Linked DNA regions of Zea mays: region 1 is linked to region 2. The links are chromatin contacts, called in public Hi-C maps. All regions are on one chromosome and are shown on one strand. The core of a region is the stretch at or near the end of the contact, and the rest is flanking DNA. Distances in the headings are between cores, read along the strand shown. Region 1 has its middle 4.1 kb from the start of LOC109943616. Region 2 holds the start of LOC100192533.

What was found. A called contact is a pair of places that touch in the nucleus more often than the background predicts.
Region 1: a Hi-C map of endosperm shows a contact between it and region 2, with 1.6 times the contacts expected there. The contact joins the enhancer-like site here to the promoter of LOC100192533 in region 2. A contact is called at or near these places in 3 of 25 Hi-C or Micro-C datasets (ear, endosperm and tassel).

Annotation. Positions count from the first base shown.
Region 1 is chr1:47,594,383-47,597,857 of Zm-B73-REFERENCE-NAM-5.0, forward strand. No RefSeq gene overlaps it. Among protein-coding and RNA genes, the nearest start is that of LOC109943616, 4.1 kb to the right of the region's middle. Within about 2 kb of position 1,834, at least 20 of the 20 cell types and tissues checked have an H3K27ac peak or open chromatin away from gene starts, as enhancers often do. A contact at or near this core is called in ear, endosperm and tassel, where this site is marked.
Region 2 is chr1:47,335,190-47,339,055 of Zm-B73-REFERENCE-NAM-5.0, forward strand. LOC100192533 reads left to right here and starts at 1,739. Exons shown (of 5, transcript NM_001401842.1): 1 at 1,739-2,667; 2 at 2,753-2,911. It also overlaps the pseudogene LOC103634526.

The sequences.
Region 1 (3,475 bases), core at 584-3,083, 260 kb after region 2:
GGAATAGGCCGCGGGCAGCGCTGGATGCGGCCTCGGGAAGCGGGCTTGGCGGCCGGGAGGGACGCGCGGGCGGGGCGGGGCGCTGCGGGAGGGACGCGGGCGCGGCTGGAAGCGGCAGGAGCGTTGGATGCCGCTGCGACGCGCTGGATGCGGCAAGGATCGCGGCCGGCAGAACGTGCACCGTGTCACTGTGGACGCCTACATTAGGATTATAATAGTAGTAGAGATATCTTCTGAGACATCGGGAATAATTACTTATCAATTGCACTCATTAAACATTTTTTTCATTCATCTTTTCTTTATCCCAACGCCCACACTACCGCTCCTACCACTATACCATGCATCTATTTGCACTGCACTAATGAGCGTTATTTTAAATATATGTGCTAATATTTTGAAAGTAAAATTTTTAACCATGTTTAAATAAATATCTCATTTAAATAAACTCTATCTAAAAAATAACGTTTCGTTCATTTTTTTTTCCTCTCCCAACGTCTCCGCTAGCCCTGTCCACCTGCTCGCCCAGCCGACCATGGCCGCCGCCGCGGCGCTGGCTGGGCTCACCACATCGCCCCCGGCCACGGCCTCCATCGCAACGGACGAGATGGCCTCGCGCATGGCCACCCCGCACCACCTCGCCTGGCTGCGCGGCCGCGCTCGACCCCGGCCTCACGCGTCACGCCCGTGCCGAGAGCTTGCGCCGCTCGTGCAGCCGTGCTGGCCTCCAGCCGCGCCGAACCCAAGCCGCTCCGGCCCTTCCTAGGCCACGCTGTACCCCGACCATGCCGGACCCGAGCCGCGACGACCATACCGATCCTGTCCACGCGAGCGCCCAAACCATCTGCAGCAACACGAACAAGAGGAGCTTCCACTGATGAACTGCTGTTCGACCACAATTGACTGGACATTGGGCCGGCCAGATTTAGCTCTAGCTTTACAAAATTTGTCTATATACTATTTTTGACGAATTTTAAGCACTTTGAATATAAAACAAAATAGAATGAACCAATATCGTCTTACATGCACTTTGAATATAAATCCAACACAATAATTTTTTTGGTCATATATACTACACATGTATAGTTTAATCGAAAGAAGAGCACTACACGTGCGAGTACAATTGTAGACTCAAGTAGGATTAAGGTCATCTAATGGTTTATTATTCATTAGTTCAGAATACGAGGCAACAACAGCCACAGATTACGTTGGTCGTACTCTAGTTGTACAGGTGAGTTGTACGTGAAGCATTTTTCTTAAAATAATGACGTCCACCACGGTCTAAATCTATCTTCACAATTTATTTGGATTCTTAAATATTTTTAGTTCAAAAATAAATAAAAATATAGTCTGATTTTATTCCGATCATCCGTTCTCAAATATTTGTCAGACGCTAGTTTATTTTTAAACTAAACCGTGACAAATAAAAAATACGGAGGAAATATAATGTAAAATTTAGAGCAAATTATCATCCCCATGTGAACGCTGTGGTTGAACAGTTTTGCTCCCACGGTTAGTATACAGAAATTTCTAAGTTGTACAAATTTGGTTTTTCCTATATGAATATGTCTACTATTTTAGGATGGAACAAATATTGTATTTTGACGAAGAACATCTATTCAAATTCTAGGCTCCAACACAAAAGCTCCAAACGATCAAATCAAACAAGGCTCCGAAGGGGTTTTTTGAACGGCGGTTCGTGTGGGACTGCGTACTGGGGGGCGGGGCTTCGGCGCGACGAAAGCGAGTTGGCGCGTCGTGGGGTCCGGCCGGCGCGTCTTTGGGGAGGCCGGCTGCCGCCACGAGGAAAAGAGGGAGGCAAAGTTGGTTGCCTTGCCGCCGGCCCATGACAGCTACGGAGCGCGGGGCCAAGGCGTCAGCGGCGCGGTGTTGGCGCTTCGACGTGTGGCGGTTGGTGGGTCGAGAGGACGAGTAATCGATCACAGAATCAAACACCTCATAATCAAAACGCAGAGCAAATGGCGCAATTACGGATTTACCTGGGTAATGGGTCCCTCTGTAAGTTTGCGGCCCACAAACTCAGATTGCAATATGACCATATGAGTATTGAAATATAGCTTAAGTATTGAAATATGGCGAAAATTGTAGGTCGAGGCGTTGTTTCTCATGACTTTGTCTAACTTCAAAGCCTGAAAAATATTCGGCGAAAGCTTTGCTTAGTGTGACACTCGACAAAAAATATTTGGTGAAGTATACATCGGCAATGGTTTTTTGCCGAGTACTTTTTATCGTGCACTCGGTAAATACTTTGTTGAGTGTCACTCGATACTCGACAAAGAAAAATCGTCGTCACGGCGTCAGGTGACGACGACGGAGTCTATGCCGAGCGTCCACCGAGTGACACTCGGCGAAGACTCACTTTTTGTCGAGTGTCCGCTACACTGACTCTCGGCAAAGGGATATCGAGCGGGTCCCTTTGTCATTTCCTTTGCTGAGTGCACTAGAAGGCACTCGACAAAGCTTACTTCTTTGCCGAGTATTGTGTCCTTGGCACTCGGCACAGAGGCTTTACCAGTGTCCAGGTGTGCCTTCTTTGTCGGGTGTTATGACCATGACATGACACTCGGCAAAGTGCATCTTTGCCGAGCGTTACACTCGACAAAGTGACCCGAATACTCATCTTTATTTGTTTTTGTTATTCCATCCAAACAAACAAATGATATATCATATATATCATTGATATCACATAATCATCACATACATAATAGAGACCACATATTTCACAAAAACCACAAATCTCACAAGTTTTTCACAAACGTGTCTATGTTCATACCAAGTTTCACCAATATAAGTATTACCAACTCTCAAAGACAAGTTTTTCACAAACATAAGTTTAAGACAAGTTTTTCACACAAGTCTCACAATCACCACTAAGAGAAGATCATCAACGAGGTGGCACGGATGGGCTGGACGACCCATGAGGGTTGTTGGATGCCGCCCATATTGTCCCTGCACACATAGAAGAGATTGCATGTGTTATACCAGATAAATATATATCATGCAGGACTAGAATTTTGATACTCACAGGGGTATGGAAATGAACAGGGTCAACTGTAGGAAACAACGGAGGTGGTGGAGCAAAACAATGTGCGGCGCCAAGGATCTACATGTACTGGAATATCTCCACCATTCAGTGCTGATCTGCGAAGCGGGCCTCCCGCTCTGCTATCATCTCACCTCCATCTCCTGTCGTTACCTCCTCTCTTCTTCTAATTAGGACTGTAATATTTCAACCTAATGTTATAATAACTTAAAGAGAAGGTATATAACTTAAGGAACGACGAGTTACGGAAGCACTAACCTAAGTTGCTATATAACATGAATATCATTTTTGCATTCACGATTTTTCTTTTTTCGAGTGACTTACAGTTCAAATCTGAATTATCAGAGAAAATTCAATTAAAAGAACAAAATCTAATAGTTATAGCAAACACACTTTTATAATTGTGCCAAAATG
Region 2 (3,866 bases), core at 489-2,988:
CCTCCATTTCAAACTCGCCACAAGCCGCAACGTTCGTTTCTCAGGCCAAAAGGCGAAACGCCAGTGGATCCTTCCGCTTTTCGTCTTCTCGAAAGCAACTTGCAGCTGGTCGTTGCGTCTCCTGCTATCAGTTCGATACTTGGATTGGATCAAAAAGAAACATTTGTTTGCTCAATTCAAAGACGCAGCTCGGTCGTTTGCTCAAATCCGTCCGTCCCACGACGTCACACGCTGTTTGAGTCAATTCAAAGACGCAGCGAAGCGTATATCATCTGCGCACGTAACATGGGGTGTCCGTGTCCATTTCGTGCATGCCTGAGGCAACATAACTGGCACGCACATCGCTGCACATGTTTTATTCAGAGAAAAGAGCCGTTGTTGACACTGAAGGCTGAAGTGTCAAACCTGCAGAACCGTATCACGTTTACTGTTTACATAGCACCGCGTTCTTGACGGTGATCAGGTTGCTAAAATATTCAGATCTTTTGTTGCTGAAAGATCTTTCAGAAATTATACGTGGCTTCCATTCCCCCATTTTGTTGAGATTTACGGGGAAAAAAAAAGAAAAGATAAAATTTACGGATAAAATAAGCTCCGTATGCACGTCATGAAAGAATACGTGCCGAGCAATAGAGCATCACGTTGCCTACCAAGCTAAACATCATTCAGTTGACTTCTCATCACCATTCGATTTGTGCCGGACTGCTTAACCTAACATTGGCTGTACATCACCATTCGATTTGTGGTGAGGAATAGGTCCTCGCTGCCAACTCCGTGACTATGCATGGCGATTGGTTTGCCCATCATTTGTTCACAATAAAAAAAAGAAGTTTAAGTTTACCCGCATTTGAAGAAGCTGAGGAACAAAACGGACCTCTCATCTCAGCAATAAAGGGCCCAAGTTAATTAAACTCAAGACACGTAAGAGCATCTCAAATAGTTTTATAAAAAAATCTCTCTAATGATAGATGTGAGGAGTTGCTAAATAATAGTAGGAAGTAAAAAATATGTGTTATCTAGTAGTTCATTATTTTTAGCTGCCAAATATTTCAAATTATGTCAGTTAAAACTCCTATCCCTCTCACGTTCTAGAAAATTTTATGTTATTCCCATCAGACATGATATTGTTATTGCAATGGTTCTAACATCTACGTACAGAAAAATTTGCGTACAAAACATACACAAATCTCTATGATTAATTGATTCTAAATATGACCTAAATTGCAGAAATAAAAAGTCTAACATGCAACAATTTTTTTTCCACATAGTAGCCCGGAGTTTATTAATAAAAAATAAAAGAGAACAAAAACAGAAGGTATAGAACACTAATTTTGCACGAAAAAGTGTTTTGAGGAGTCCCTCTTGGTTTTGCCAAATGTGAGGACGAAAAAGATAAAATAACAACTTTTAAAATTTAGCAACATCGTTTAGAGTATTATTAGAGACAATTTTCTAATAATTTTTTAAACTGAGATTTAGGAACTTTTTTACATAACAGTTGGCATGCTCTAAGCCCACCCACACTGCTATGGACCCAATGATGCTAATCCCCATTTCACACCGAAACACAGACACTCGTAGGCCTGTGATCTTTTGGACCAAACGACCCGGCAGATACACGGCCCAGCCCGCTGCCAACACGCAACATCTACCACCGTCCACCGAGCGAGAGGCCGAGAGCCAAACCAACCAACCATTTCAAAGCGAGCGCTTCCCAGTGTCCTAATCACGGCGGAAGCACGTGCCACTTGCAGAAACAGGAAACCAGTAGACCACGCCCGCGGTGCGGTGCGGTGGATCCGCCAACAACGGGCGCCCGCCCCGCCCCCCGCCCGGTCTCCGGTTCCCGAACCCCCACTCCTCCTCCCTCTCCGCTCGCCACTCCCGTCGCTCCTCTCCTCCACGCCTCCCTCGCTCGCTCGCCCCCTCGTCCGGTCGTCCCTCCCTCGCTCGTCTTGGCATCCCCGCAAGGAATGTCCCTTCCGTAGCGTCCCTTGCTTCTTCCCCACCCCATCCTGTATTAGTGCGTTCTCTGCCGCTTTATTTTCCGGTTTCTTTGGGCTCTTTCGCCGCCTTGGATCTTGGTTGCCTCATCCGGTTCATAGGTACCTTCTTTAACCTTTGCTGGGACTCCATTGATGCACTCTTTGGTTGTTTTTCGGTGGAGCATTTCGTCGAACACAGGGGCGGAGGGCCCAGTATGGTCCAGAAATCAAAGTAAAAAAAAGCCCTAGTGTCTTCGCATCGCGCTCCCGCACACAGACCGACCAGCCGCAGCCCGTGGCGCACCTGCCTGCGCCCGCCGCCTCCGTCATCCACTCAACCTCGCCCCTCGGCCACTGCCGCGCGGCGCCCGCCCGCCTGCCGCACCGGCCGAATCATCCGACGGCCCTTAAGCTGAGGCGGTGTGGCCTAAGTAGCAGCGCGGCGGTCGCCCCGTGTCTCGTCCACTTCGGCCCCGACAGGCTGTCCACGGTGGCGCGAACTGCCCCTCGCCGGTTCGGCCCCGCCCGCCCGTAGCAGCTCACCAGAGAACTAGCCTCTCGTCGGCCTTCCCCAGGTCTGCGCGTGGCGCGGCGCCGCAGCAAAGCTCCACGCGTGCGTGTCCGCCACCCGCCGTCTCGCCCGGGCCGCCGTCGTTGCTCGTCGGTGAACGACGTCTCACTGGTGAATGCTGCAAGCTTGTCTGATTGGTGCTTTCTGCTTAGATTTGTTGCCTTGCATTTACACTTTCATTTACCTTACAATTCAGTTAAGTTTCTGATACTTCAAAAGGCTTCAGGGTATCAGTATCACTGCTGTTCTGAATTTCCAAAGTGAAAGCGCGCGCATTAACTTGGGAATCAATTCTCATACTATAAACAATTTTCTGTCGTAAGAATAATATCTTGATGGTTAGCTATCCTTTAAGGTATGTTGTAATTCCTCTATGAAGAATAGACTTTAGAACGTTTGATTCTATTTATATTGAACCAACTATAGCTTCCTTCTAGATTTCAGGAAACCATTATCTTGTGCCAAACAATACTTGACTTTATATAGGATAGAATTGTTGTTTATGATGATACTTAGATAACTGCTGTACTTGGTATTCAGTGTGTACTATTTTTGTTGTGTGGATTAATGTTTTAAGTGCTTTATATCTCATTAGTGTTAAGCTTAGCTCATCCTGCTTCGCCGTAGTAGTTATTTAACAAAAAGGATTTCTTTAAATTGTGTTGTGAATTACTTTCCTAGCCATGAATTACTTTGGTGTATAGTGAATTTTTTCGTCGTTGCGTTAGCAACACCTTGATTTTGTCACGTCCTCCGCCACTGGTCGAACATCTGGGATGCATCGCTGCGTCAGCCGTTGAGCTTTTCTTGTACCCAGGTTCGCTAGTTGTTAGTTGGTTTCCGTTGATGTTTTTTAAGTACGAATGTGCATGTGCTGTTTAGATAGTTCAACGGATGCTTCCTATATTTGCCCCTAGTTCTATCGGGCCACATGGATTTCTGTATCATGACCTGCAAATCGGCGATTTGTTGAGCATATGACTGCTATTGAACTGTAACGTTTAAGAAGTACTCCCTGCAAATTGGATATATAAATTATGGTACGACCGTACGAGTGTAGTGGAGCAAGACAAGTACTAGATGTGAAATGACTTATGGTCTACCATTGTTTTTTAGCATCGAATGTATCTGCTTGATTTAAATCGTATAAACAACCGCCATGCGATTCATATTACAAATATGATAATTAGTTACCAGGGAAATGTGGCTGCTCCATGTCCAATATTCTTATACTTTGTGTTTTTGATAATTTCATGCACAAAATTTGATGGCCATTTTACTCGTTCATTTCAGGATAGTTAAAGAGCATA